2 separate regions of the Anser cygnoides genome follow, and region 1 is linked to region 2. The links are chromatin contacts, called in public Hi-C maps. All regions are on one chromosome and are shown on one strand. Each heading gives the region's core, a stretch centred on a gene start, on an enhancer-like site or on the middle of the called end of the contact. The rest is flanking DNA. Distances are from core to core; before and after follow the strand shown.

Evidence for each region. A called contact is a pair of places that touch in the nucleus more often than the background predicts.
Region 1: a Hi-C map of liver shows a contact between it and region 2, with 1.7 times the contacts expected there. The contact joins two enhancer-like sites. A contact is called at or near these places in 3 of 7 Hi-C or Micro-C datasets (granulosa cells and liver).

The regions. Positions count from the first base shown.
Region 1 is chr1:76,966,283-76,973,273 of Taihu_goose_T2T_genome, forward strand. It overlaps BHLHE41 (basic helix-loop-helix family member e41), which reads left to right and starts at 5,987. Exons shown (of 6, transcript XR_010832790.1): 1 at 5,987-6,374; 2 at 6,540-6,603; 3 at 6,782-6,889. Within about 2 kb of position 1,844, at least 1 of the 3 cell types and tissues checked has open chromatin away from gene starts, as enhancers often do. A contact at or near this core is called in liver, where this site is marked.
Region 2 is chr1:76,789,777-76,796,912 of Taihu_goose_T2T_genome, forward strand. All of the region lies in intron 36 of ITPR2 (inositol 1,4,5-trisphosphate receptor type 2), which reads left to right. Among named protein-coding and RNA genes, the nearest start is that of SSPN, 150 kb to the right of the region's middle. Within about 2 kb of position 4,680, at least 2 of the 3 cell types and tissues checked have open chromatin away from gene starts, as enhancers often do. A contact at or near this core is called in liver, where this site is marked.

The DNA of each region.
Region 1 (6,991 bases), core at 594-3,093, 170 kb after region 2:
TTAACCAGGAATTTGTGGCCTTGAAGATTATCCCAGCTCAGAGGAGAACCTGATTATGAATTTAGAGGCCCTGTCACTGGAGTCCTGTTTCACAAAACAACAACAACAACAACAACAACAAACAAACAAACAAAAAACCACTAAGCCTTCCCTCCTGAGCCCAAGAGGACTTGTACAACAGGAGCCTGGGTCTTGCTCTTTTGCGGTGGGACTGAGCCCCCAACTCAGCCCCCTCCTTTGTCCTGCATGAGCTCTAAATGACTAGGCTGTAATAAACCCAGGCCAAAGAGAATGAGGGAAAATCATTCAAGAAGTGATGAGTGACACATTCTTACTTATCTGTAATTACCCTGTATGCTGCAGCAAGGTATTTTCCTATCACTAATCCGAAACATTTTTGCTCCCCTTTCTCAGTTTTCCTGCTCCTTGATTTATTTTTAGACAGCCACTTGCAGCACACTCCCCAGGTGCATTCAGGATTTCTGGAGGCTCTCTTTTCATAACTACTTTTGCAATTACAGAAGAGTGGAGGAAGAGTGAGACCCAGAAATTTTCTTTTCCAATATGTTTTTACACAGAGCATTTTCTAATGGGCAGCACTGGATTTTGTTTCAGGACCCCACTGTACTCTGTGTATCACCGTAAATATCCAGGTCAGTACTACAGGCCCTTAGACGGCAAGTCCTACAGTGTTGCTCTAGGCTTATCCTTTCTAAGATTCTCTCCCTGTTTTTTTTAAGACTGTAAGATATCCCAGATTTCCACTTAAAAAAAAAAAAATTGATCTAACTATATGTATATATATTCGGACCATGTGTCCCTATGCATGATCCAAAACCCTTTGTTCCTCTCCTGAAACTCTACAAAAAGTCATGCTGGAGCCCTAAGGTTTTCACCAGAACGATGAAGAAGGGGTTTGCTGCTCCTAAGGTGTGTGAAAGCACTTCGATATGCTGGGTCTTACCACTTGATGCAGTTCCGAGGAGGAGTCCAGTTGACTACAAGTCTGCAGAAAAACATTCCACCAACCCTTCAGGCTGTGGTCACATGGAGATGTTTTAGGGATCCCAGCCACCTCACAGATCTGTTGAAATGTTCTGGATGCAGTGTTTCTCCCTTGAGCACTGGGCAATCATGCCATACCTCCTAGGACTTGGAGGGAGACGATGTCTTTCATTTGGACATCTGGCACCAGTGTCCTAACAGACAAGCTTCGGGGCATTTTGTGAAATAGTCTGCAGCTCCCAGAATCTACTTCAGACAGAAACACAAGAACATCAGGCAATGCAGTCCATTAATGAAATGACTCTGTCAGACACTACTTCATGGTGTCTCCCTGTGTTTCTGTGGGACCGTTATTTGCAATAGGGGCATTAATCTGCACACATTTTCAATGACCTTCCTGAATCTTGCCCAATAGAATTTTTCCCTTAGCTTAGCTAAGTTTTTTTGGAAATGTATAGACAGTCAGGACAGTTCAAAACATTTGCCAGTTTTTAAATAATAATCTCAGAACCTCCCGCTCCAGTCATCACTGAACACAGTTCTCCACAGGTTGTTTCCATGCACTGTAACTTTTATGCGGTATTTTATCTTTAACTCCAAACTTTCTCACCATGACCAGAGCGCTTTTTCCCTTGGTACTCCAAGGATACACATTGTTGTACTCCAGAGGTGTACCTTGTTTCAGGACAGTTGGGTTTCCCAGCTCACTTTCTAGCTACTGAGATGCTTTCTGTGAAGCACCTGCTGACACAGGCTGGTTTGGGAGCCCATGTTCCCTCTCTGGCATTGCCCTTCCTCAGTCTCCTTGGGTGAACTAGAAGCATTTACACACCTACAACTTGTAAGAGAGGAAACAAGCGTCCATCCTCTTTAAGAATCATCGACGTTGCTTGCATTTAGCCCCGGAGCCACTGCCAGGCCTAGGCACCACTGCTACTCTGTTTGTGCCCACGTGTAGTTCAATGTGCAGCTGCAAAGCTGACATTTTTCTTTATGCTTGGGCAAACTGCATTTGGGATTCCTAAGCCCACAGAGTGAGCTATAGTGGGGATGCACAGTCTGCCTTTACTGTAGTGTTCCTCCTGTGCAAATCCTAACACAACTTATCTGCAAATTGAACCACTGGGAAGAATTGCACTAGTTAAAACTGCTAAAACTCTTTCTGTTGGCCACTGAAATGTTCTCCCTCTGTCACCCTACCTGTGCAAGTGTTTTGCAATGTTAGCAAATCTACAAACAAACCTTCTGTAACAGGAGCAGAGTCCTACCAACCTGTACCTCCATGAGTGGCTGGGGAGAGGGCCAGCTCCACAAAGTCTCAGGGATTTCTTTATTTCAGTGGAAATTCCCCATCACCAGCTGTGTGGCAGAGGTAACTTACGGGCTTTTGGAACAGCTCCCTTTCCTTTGGGACCAGTTACAGGCTGCCAGCCTTGAACTTATCACCAGCCATGTGTAACTGCACCTACCACTTCTTGTCCAAAGGTCTCAGCGTGCACCCATAAATAGCATAAGTGCAACAGACCTCTTGAAAGGCTGAGGCCATTCAAGGCCTCCTGATGGTGTGGTGTGACATACTTTCCCCACCAGCCTCTGCAGCAGAGCTGGTGCATTATGTAAGGCCCAACCATCACTGAAGCACCAGATGATCAGGCTTTGCTGAGAAAGCAATTTTCCTCATCCTCCAGCTCCACTTCTTGCTGCCAATGCACAGCTTTGAGGTGCATTGTGAGTGACCAAGCTGAACCTAAGGGTACTGTCATTCACGGACACAGCTTCTTGGCAGTGACTGCAGAGGGGGAATTGAGGGGGAGGTTATTTTACTTGTTCCTGGTTGCTGCTCCTGCAAAACTCCCAGCAGACAGATGGGGATCGCTTCTGTTTCACCCCCACAAGATCTGAGCTGTTGGGTAAGGCCCCAGGTCTCCAAGCAGGTTTCAGACCTCCCACCAGCCAGGGCTGGAAGTGGCCTCAGGCTGAAGCCACCTTTAATTTTACTGCCCCAGGAGACAGGACAACTTTTAACTGCAGCCCAGCTACCTGCAAATGGTTTGCTTCACTTGAGACAAATCTTTAAAGGGAATTTCCAAACCGACGGCACAGTTCCTGGTGTTTATCACGCAGTTACACCCACACAGCGCTGAGGACTGGCCTGCCCCCCATCACACCTGACTTTCTGGTCCAGTGCCTCTGTTTCGTTGATCTGACTTTCCCAGGTTTGGATGTGTCTGTGCTCTCCTGTCCCCACTATTCCTCTTGAGCTGATCAGCTCGGTCAGTGGTAGCCCAAGTACCACTCCAGGTTGCCTAGTCTGGTAGAGTTTGGGCCATTTCTAATATCACCCAGGCCATGGGGTTCCACAGCCTAGGACTGCCTCAGTGACCAACCTCCCCCTCGTAGTTTGTTTTGTTTTGTTTTGTTTTGTTTTGAATTGGTTTTGAACAATAGCGGGCCCTGATCTCTGCCCCTCCAGGCTGGCTGTAACCCCATTGCTGCAGCTGGCTGGGCGTTCTGCTCTCATCCAGCGCTGCAGAGGCCTTGCTGCACCTTGTGTCTCCTCTCGGCCCACCACCTTCCCTCAGTCAGGTCGTTTTATTTCTGCTTCAGAATTCAGCTGTGTGTCTGCATGGCCGCCGTCTCCCTCATTTTACATTCTTCAGGTATGCGTGGCAGTCTGAAATGGAAAGTTCTCTTCTTCCTCTCTGCACTAGCCACAGAGCTGCGTTGACAGGACTGCTGGTGACTGACCAGCCTCTCACCAATGTCTGCTTCCTGGCCTCATGCTCTGCTGCAACCAATGATTTAAGCACCTTGGCAAACTCCTCTGCCTCTCACAGTGTCTTTGGCTTCCCATTAAACACATTAAGAGATACCGCTTCTGGCTCAGGAAGTCTCTGCACCGTGGGCCACTGGGACCTGGGGGATGGGGCTGGGGAGCTTTCCTCGCACGCAGACTCTGCTCACTCGCTCCTCCCTAGGCATCTCCTGCTGGACACTGGGACAGCCAGACCTCTTTTTTGACCCAGTTTTTGTCTGCTCTCATTTTGATTTTTCCCTTGGTCTCCATCTGGTCATCCCATAAGTGAAAATCTATGCGTAGGCTGATGTCCAATTTACCCCAAAAGTCCTTGTTAATACCTTCACGAATACGGTGCTCCTAGGCACTGTATCTTGAAGGCATTCATTCCCTTACGCCATGGTTATTGACTGACTTGAATAAACCTCCCAAATGGAGTCTCCTCAAAGAGGGTGGCTTTTGCAAGGACCCAGCTGGGACAGGCATTCTGATTCGTTCCTCCTAGGCTGAAAATGGTGGTGATCATTTGGGATTAGCGGTGCCCTGGCTAGCCCTTGTCTCCGGCAGGAGGCTGTTTTTGCCCTGTGGTGACCTGCAAACCTCTGATATCCTTTTCCAAGTGATTTTTCAGCTTCTTAACTCTTTGCTGTGATTCATCTTGGCTTGTAAATTGGTCAAAGCTTTTCTTCTGCCGCTTATTTTCTGAAAAACATTCTTTTCCATGATGGTCATGCTGCTGATCACCTCTTTGATCCATCTTGCCATTTTAAACTGGGAATCTTCCAGGAGAATTTTGCACTCCCTCTGGACACTGAAGCCTTTTATCCTTGTCTGCAGGTGACCTCTTATAAACCTCTCTTAGAAGTTTCCAGATGTTGCTTGAACTTCTCTTGCAAAGCCTCCAGCTGTCTCAGATCATGTTTTGCACCTTTTGATCATTTTCGATTTCCGTTCCCACCCGGTTTCAGAGGAATCCCACGATCAGGATTTCTCCTCCTGCAAGCTAAGTCTCGCTCCGGATGTTGTTGCTGTAATTTGAACATTTGCAGGTTGTCCCAGAGAGGATGAAGCTGGCAGAGATGCTCCAGGTGCACCGCAAGGAGGTGCTCCAGAAGTGCTCCCCCCTGCTCCCCACTCCCCTGTATCAGTTAGGGAAAGCAGGCGCCCCACAAGTTCCACACCCCCCCGGCCCCAAAATTCCTCCTCCCGAGGGATCAGGGCCGCAGCCGCCCCCCCCCCCCCCGGCAGCGGCTCGGACCTCTCCCCCCCAAACAACACCTCCCGGCGTGCGGCACCCGGTTTATTTTTAGCCCCTGTTTTCGTGGCACTGGCAACGTGAAAATGCCATCAGGCTGCCGGGAAGGAGCTGCACCAGCCTGCAGTGCCGCTTGCTCTACGGCCGGGAGGCAGGAGCCTGCGGCCCCTCTGCGGAGCCCTCCCCGCTCCCGGCCCCTCGTGCAGACCCGGCGTGGAAAAATCACGAGTCACCCGTGCGTGTGCCCGCGTGGCCGCCTGCCTGTCTGTCTCTGCCTGCCCGCCCGTCTGTCTGTCTGCGTGCGTGCGTGGTGCTGCCATTTCCCAGCGGGCACCTCCCCGCCCACCGCACAGCCTGGGCCCCGCACGTTGCGGCACGGCCGGGGGGAGCGGGGGGCACGGGGGGCAGCGACACGAGCACACGGGCACCGGGGGGGCACGGGGCGGCGGCGGGGGGAGGTAGGGTCACGTTGGCGGCCCTGTGCGCGGGGTGAGGCGGGATTATGTGCGGCAGGGGGGGAATGACAGCAGTGATGGGGACAGGGGAAAGGAACGTTTGAAAAGACAAGCGAAAATAATAAATAATAAAAGTGGAAATAAATAATAAAAGTGAAAATAATAAAAAATGAAATAAAAGTAAATAAAAATAATAAATAAAATAAAATAAAATATAAAGTAAAATAAAATAATGCAAAAAAAAAAGATTAAAACATCAGAAACGCAGGGACAAAACGCGGCGGCAGAGGCGCGCAGGGGAAGCCGGCCTCTTGCAGGGCGGCCCCGGGGGCCGGCGGCGGGGACCCCCCCGTCCCCTCCCCTCCCCTCCGCAGCCCGACGGGGGCTCCCCCCTCCCCGCCCCCCCTTCCCCCGGGCCCCGCCCCAGGCCCCGCCCCCCCGCCCGCCCGGCGCGCGCCGCACGTGAGCCGGGTGCGGGGCTGGCTGGCGGCGCGCGTGCCCCGCGGGCAGGCACGGCTCGGCGCGGCTCGGCGCGGCGGGTGCAAAGTCGCGGCGCTGCGGGCGTGTGAGCGGCGAGCAGGAGCGAGGCGGGCAGGGGGAGCGGCGGAGGCAGCGGGGGGGGCAGAGCCGAGCCGCGCCGAGCCGAGCCGCGCCGCGCCGCCCCACACTTTGGCCGCTGCACGGGAGAGCGGGGCCGGAGGCTGCATGTGCACAGAGCCGCCCGCGGATCTGCAGGGACCGCTCGCAGCATCCCACGGCTTCGACCGAGAGCAGCGACGAGACAGCGACCGCCGCCAGCCATGGATGAAGGAATCCCCCGCCTGCCCGAGCGGCAGCTCCTGGAGCACAGGGATTTTCTGGGGTAAGGCGCCGGCACGCTGCCTCCCGGCTCGGTTCGGCTCGTCTCGGCTCCTGCGGGAAGCGCTGCAGGGCGCCGGAGGCAGTCGGCCGCCGCGCCCGGCTCCGCTCGCCCACTCGGGGTCTCTGGCTCCCGCCGCCGCCGCAGGACCTTTGTGTTTTTCTGCAGGCTGGACTATCCGTCCCTGTACATGTGCAAGCCCAAAAGAGGCATGAAGAGGGACGAGAACAAGGTAAGAGGAAGTTTTCCGGGGCTGCCCGAATTTCTCGGCGCGGCTTCGCCCCCCGGAGCATCCCCGCCGCCGGTCCTTGTCGCTGTCCCCGGGGGGGCGGCGGAGCTCGGCGTGACACTTGTTTTGCTTTTGGTCGGCGTGCCCCTACTGCCCGGCTTCCCCGGGTTTTGCTCCCTAGGAGACGTACAAACTGCCGCACAGGCTGATAGAGAAGAAGAGGCGAGACAGGATTAACGAGTGCATTGCCCAGCTGAAGGACCTGCTGCCCGAGCATCTGAAGCTGACGGTGAGGAGTGGGGCAGCCCCTGCGTGGGGTGCGGGTGGGGTGCGGGCACCCCGACCCCTGCCCCGGGGGCCGCCGTCCCCAAGCTGCGGGCACACCACAGGC
Region 2 (7,136 bases), core at 3,430-5,929:
TCTTCAAACCTTTATTCTACAAATCCCAGAGCTTGAAATATGCTTCACTGAATTATGCACACGCTTGTTTACTTAAATGAAAGCCAGATTCATTTTTGGTTACCTGACCTCTGGAGTTCCCAGGGAAAAGACCAGAATATCCACATGATGTGCGTTGACCAGGCTGTTCAATGAGGGGTCTGTTCTGGAGTTGATGATTACCTTGAGGATTATGAGCTTAATTATCTCGGTGTCACTTTGACCCCTGGGCTTTTTGCAGAGAGCTTTTTTTTTTTAGGCAGAGTCTGAAAGTGTTCTTTCAGTTTATGGCAATGAGCACTTTGTGCAGGTTGTGCCTTGTTTACCTTGCAACAGCTTTTCATGGGCGGCACGTGGCATCTTGCCAGTGAAGTCTGATTATTCCATTTTCTTCCTGCTGCAGGTTCACCATCAGTCAGGTCTGGCTCGGAGGGTGCACATGCGAATGCTTTCTGTCATAAACAGTCACATGCGTAACATGCTGATGTGCATGGATATCAGTGAGAGGCTGTATGGGCTCTCAGTTGGCTGACCTGTGAGACGAGGAAGCTTGCTCGTAAGGTTTGGACTAGTGTTGATAACTCCAGATGCAGAGCTGTCACGTGAGGTCGGGGCAAGGACCTTATCAGACTGGAAATTCCTGTTGGCAGAGTTGTCCAAAACATTTTGTCTCTAAGTACTGAAGAGTTACACTAGTTATGTCTCCTTATATTCCTTTTTCCTGCAAGCCTTTTATCCCCTTCCACCCTTTTTTGGTTTTGTTTTGTTTTTTGCTACCTTCCTCCTCTTTCCTGCAGGAAACTGCAAGCTGATTTTTGGACTCCTCAGCTGTATATGGTAGCAGTTTGTGTCCCAGTAGCCCCACATCAAGTAGGGCTGGATGCCAGTCTATCTGTCTCAGGTGCCAAAGAAATGTAGATAACCCTGAGTTCTCAGGTCTTCGGTATGAAGACTTCTTGCTGACTCCAGGGAAACAACTTGGAGTTGGAGGCAAGATAGAGGGGAAATACTTGTTGCCAATCTCAACCATGCAGAAAAGTGTGACAGGAGGGACCCTGTTCATACATACTGTTCCTAACTGAACCTTAAGAAAGCATTAAACCTTGCGTGAACCAGGAATTTTCTCAGCTATAAGAAACAAGAAGTTCTCAGCTCTAGGGTTCCTCCAGGCCACTATACTGGGTTTAGTTTAGCCCTTTTGAAAATCAAACTCTTTAAATATAAGAAGTTTGACTGTGGCTATCTAAAAATGAAAATCTTTGCATTTATGCAAATGCTGGACATAGTTGTGAAATTCTTCTTCTTTCATTGGTCAGGGCAGGTTTTTCAAAGTGGCTGGAAATGTTACTGAAGAATAGAGAATAAGCAGCCTTTTCATGATTTTTGTGAAGAAACTCATGTTAACTAGGTTGCTTTTGTGAGGCAGAGGAAATAACAGTGATAATTCACTGCAAGCAGTAAAGTGGGTGATGGCCAGTGAATTTCACCTGGGGTAACACAGAGGATTGTTGTTGTTATATCACAGTCTTTATTAAATTTGCCCTGGTTGTTGTTAGCATTTTGGTCAAATAATAATTTTAATTCTGACAACAAAACTGACCATAAGGACCCAGAAGGCCCTTTTTACAAATGGAAGTTGAATGGTTTAAGCTGTACTTTCCTTTTTTTTCTTCACATTGAAGTATTCTTACAGTGAATAACATCATGTATAGGAAAAACTCAGATTTTGCTATTTGAGCTTGGATTTTTGTTCTGCTGCCTTGTGTGGAAATGTCTGCATGAAGAGAAAAAAAAACAAAAAAAAACCAGCAAGAGTAACAAGTTCAAGGGACTGCTTTGGTCTGTGGTGTGCTTAGTCAGAAACAAGTAATTTGTATTGCAGAAATCTGGGCAGAGTGCTACCTATTTCTGCCTGTGTGTGCAAATAACCTGCTATGCCACACAGCCAAAGGAAAGGGAGTCAAATGAGAGCAGAGCTGGCTGTGTTTTAGTGTGCAGAGCACACATATTGAGCTAGTATTAGGAGGAGGCAAATGAACTGGCTCCTTCTGGGGTCTTAACTGATGCACTGGGAGGTTAGTTGGAAGGGCTGGCCCTCTGGAGTGTGATCTGCAGATAGGCCCTTGACTTAAGTGAAGCTGTTTATATAAACAGATGATTTCCATACCTGTGATACTGAAAGAGCTTGTTTTAACTCAGTACCAAATTCTAGTGTACCCTGTAATCTAAATGGAGGGGTTTGTACTTCCTTTTTAAAAAAACAACAACAAAAACTAGTCAAACAAGCCAACTAGTTGATACATCTGTTAATTCAACATGTATTTAAACTGATTTTTAAACACTAAAGAATTTGAAACTGGAAGAAATAGTTCCCTTGATTTCTTAAACCTTCTCTATCATTCCTATTTCTCTACACACTTCTTCCTTTTCTCTCTGTTTCATTCTGATTTTTAGCTAAAGACAGACTTTATTTGAGAGCAGGAAAGGAAGTGTTGCTGGGATGATGTTTTCTTTTGAACTAGCCAATAGTTTATGGCTAGTTTTAGATGCTTATGCATCTTAAGTTCAGTGCTTTGACTGCCCCACTCAAGAACCGTGAGGTAATAAAATCAGAGTAAATTAAATGCGTTTTCTCAAGCCCTCTGCATGATTCCGAACTATTAATTTCACGCTACAGCTTTGCCAGATGAAAAGGAGCTACTTTATTGCCCCAGACTGCACAGTGCACGTACATCTCCATCTTCCAGTAGGGGCCCCCAAAGCCACAGGAGGTGGCAAGCCAGCCGCTGGGCAGCTGCAGCTGTGCACAAAGGGGCTCTTTCAGACATGTTCTTGCTAGAAAAGCACATGTGCAGCTAAAACAAGTTACAGTGCCCATCTGACTTGAGCAAGAGCCACCTGGGGAAACAGTCTTATTTTTTAATGAGGTTGGTGAATATATATATTGCACTAATGCTTGTTTCTGACTTGGTCGACACTGTGTGTTTGGGCCCAGACTGACTTCATTCTAGATTTTTGTGCTGTGAGATGGGTCGCTGAAGGACAAGGTAAGGGAACTGATCTCCCCTCTGACAGGCTGGCTGCTTGAATATGTTGTCACTTTTTGCCGTGAGTCTGTTGCCCAGTCCCTGCACTCCTTGCAGTGTGTCGCTGCGGTGGAACGTGGCGGGGCAGCAGAGGGTACTTTCAAGTACCATAAGCCATCTCCTGTTTTGGGCTTCTCTCCAGAGGACCAAATGACTCACCTTCAAAGGTCTCTCTGAAAGTAGAACCAGGACTTTGTGTATGACAGTGCAGAACCTAGCAGTTGGCTTGGTGCCCATTTTGTCTGCCTTAAATCAAGCGAACAGTGTGCTCTTGGGCTTTGTGAATGAAAGATTTGTTGAACAAATAGTATGAAGTCTTAACAAACACTGATTTAGTAAGCTTGGCTTTGGATTATCTGCATAAATTCTTGTTCTGAAGTTGGCTTCTATTGGGAAAAAGCACGCCTTTTTTATTTGCTGAAATGTTGGCATACATGAAAGGAGTCACTTCTCGAGTCATACAGACTTCAAAGACTCATCCTGCTGTGCTGGCTAGCTGGAGTTGCAATGCCCTTTCTCCTGAAGGAGTAATTTTGGGTCAAGGTGGCTCCAAAAACCTACAGTCCAAAGGAAGACAAAACACAGAGACGAGGACATAGCACTGTCCATTACAGAGTGCCCCGTGGTGTACGGACACTGAAGATGAGTATGTGTGGGATGGCTGGCAGCTTGCAGCTCAGTAAGTCGGATGTCGGTATGAGGCTGGTGCAGGTTGTGATGCATGTTAACTGTGTGCTTCTCCCAGCACTCAGCTGTGACCTGCAGCTTTTGTATTTGGCGATGCAGATCTGCAGATGGTGAAACTGGTAGGAATCCCATTGCCTGAAGTGCATCTAGCCCCTGCCTTTGACATGGGGAGGAGCGTGCTTTTATCCCCAGCAGTTAATATATATCCATTATTAAGTAATGCCTGCCTTGTCTGTGGAAAAATCCCTTCAGGTGAGTCATACCTGGCGTGATCAATATGTGCTAGGCAGAAGAGAGCAGTTACCAGACCTCCCTGCACGTGCTCAGGGGCTGCTTAGGGCACAAGCCCGGAGATGTCTCGAGTGGGCCGGGAAGGAGCAGGGACATGGCCTCTGGCCTCTGTGCACCTTGGGGTGGGGGTGAAAGGCGCAGTCAGTTGGGTGACCCCCCTCTCAGGGGCTCGCCAGGCCCCAGACCCCATGGCGAGCAGCAGGTGCCTGAGGAACACACGGGTGGCCGCTCTCCAGCTGGCAGTGCCGCAGCCTGTGCTCCCCTGGGAACACCCTCAGTTAGGCGGGGAGGCCAGCTCCCGTGGCCCCCCAGTGTGGGGCAGCCAGTGTGAGGAGACAGCTTTTACCTTGGACGCTGTGCGTGTCTTCACCCGCTCTAATCTCCTCCGCCTCGTGAGCAATTTAATGAACTGTTTTGGCTGGTGGGGGGGAGAGGTCCCGTTCTCCCATGCTGCTGCAAAAGGTCCCCAAAACATATGAGCGTACATGTGAGTGGGGCGCGCAGGCTGGGGCTGCAGGGCATGATGGCAGGAGAGGCCAGCCGCCAAGCCGATGAGGCGAGGAAGAGCGCCGTCCTCCCCGGCCAGCAGCCGCGCGTGATTATGTAACGCCTGCAGTGTCTGGCACCGCGCTCCGGCAGAGGCCGTCACGTGTCGTGCAACGCTCTTGGCCCTGAAATTCAATTAGGTTGCGCCGAACGATCGTGAGTCTGCATGAGATAAGCTTTTACTGTTACACACTAGAAAGCAAATGGGTTGATTAGCTTCTCATGAATTGATAAATTGCTCCTGTAATTCCAGCAAGGGTATTTGCATTGCGTATACATCATCATGCCACCAAAAAGAGCCTGAAATTAAGCATTATGTAACCTGGCTCAAACAGCAACAACAACAGCAGCAACAAAAGGAAACAAACAACGATCTCTCCTCATTCTGCCCTGCCCTGCCACTGCCAAAAGATCACAGAAAAAGGTTTTGTTGCTGCTTCGCAGAGGGCTTTGGTCCTTGTCTTGTTTGCCTCTAAAAGCAGCTTCACAGGCAGAAGAGCGGACTCTTCAGGTTTCACTGTGACTGACAGGACAGGTTGGTTGTCAAGAGTCTGACAGTTTTGGCAAAGCCTGCTGGTTTGCAGACACTGAAGTTTGTGCATGCAGGTGGCCTGTTAGTACTTTTCATAAATTATTTTCTATGTGAGACTCCCTAGTGGCGTTACACAGGGGTGTCTGTATGAAGTTGCAAACATTCTTGCCACAAACCTCTTGCCTTTTACTCAGTTCTCTGCAGAAAGAAGGTCCTGTGACTGTGGGGAGAAAAAAAAAAACACACAGAAAAAAAACACTGGGAGGAACTGGAGCAACTTAAAATTAAAGCAACAGTTTTTATTAATAAGCAGCCAAAGAACAAATTGACATAACAGAACTGAAGGGCAGAGAAGTGATTTCCCCCATCCCCCACTCTGTAATGTTCACCCCACTATTTCTCCAAAATACCTTTTTTTAATCCATCGTTCCCCTTCTTCTAGAAGCTAATGTTCGTTGTCTTACCCTTGAAAAGAATAATATTGTTGCCCAGGAACTGAGAAGAAACCAAACCCTCTGAAATTTTAAGCTGTATTAAATCTTCTCTGCTTTCTTAGGGCCAGAATGTACTGTTTACAGGCAGTCTGCATAGTAGTCAAAACATTTTCCTCTTAAACATTTCCCCTGCCACCAATATAGTAAGAAAATAGTCATTTATAAAGCTATGCTTGCAACAAAATCCAATGTTGCTTGATAAGATCAGGTATACTGGTTGTGCATTTGGGGAATATTCAGCAAATAATACTACTTTATATGATACATGCTCTATTATCCTATATTTATTATATTTTCAAGAGGAAGATATTGTTGGAGTCACTTTTTTTTATTAATAAGCATCACAAAATTATATTTTTCTGATGTTTAGTGGAGATTTTTCTACGCCTTTCTATTTCTCTTCCACTGTCTTTTCACCTCATCTCTGTATACGCAGTTAACATACTGATGTTTAAATATACATTGTGATGTGTAGTTACATAACCCTGTTCTGCAAGGAGCTGAGAAGTCATCTTTGACTTCCTTCTGACTCTTTTTTAAAACTAACAGCTTTTATGGATAATCTATCACTATTAAAAGACGGAGGGAGGCATGCTGCAGCTACATAAAGATCATTTTACACAAATCGGAATAAAATAATACAAATTATACTGCAACAAATATTATATGCTACATTTCTGCTAGCCAGCAAGTCTTAAATCCAGAGTGTATTGATGTGTTTGCTAACGAGTGGATACTGAGTTGATTTAATGAGTTGGTGGTGCAGTCGGTGACTGCTCATTATCATCAGAGAATTTAACTTGCTGCAGCAACTCAGAAAATAAATGAGTATAGCTCAGACTGGACTCTGCTGTAAGTGAATTGAGAACTTTTCCTCTCTTCAGCTCTACCAGAGCTTGGTTCCCAGTGCTTCACAGTAGCCATTTGGAGCTGTATTTAAGATCTTTTTACCATACATTGGTGATCCATCCAAGGATGCCTAAGGCAGTGATTCCAGACCCTGCCTCTTTGCCAGATTGCAGGGCTGAGGAAGAGGCAGTGCCCAAGTAGGTAAGCAGAGCCAGAGGTCTTTGTAGATGGAGATTAATAACATTCTCCCTCTCAGAAATGGTGACCACTGTTTTCCCAAGCTGTGCGAGAATATTAGGGCACCAGTTATTGTCTAACAGGCATTACAGGAGAAAGAGGAGCTATAAAGGTGTGGAAAGCTCTAAACACAACTTGAGCAGGTTAGAGTGCTTGCAGACAAAAGCAAGTCAGAAGTCCTGGTTAGCTCTGCCAGTGGCTTTGTATGATGTTAGACTGGTCAAATTAAAACATGCTGTTCAGATACCAGTTACAGAAAAAACATAAAGCCCTCACATTTTGCTGGTTTGTAGGGATTTATTCCTTAGCTATCAACGTGCCCACAAAGCTGTGGGTTAGTAGATACTGCTGAAGCACAGCGTATCTATAGATATGAGGGCTGGAGCACTTCTCCTC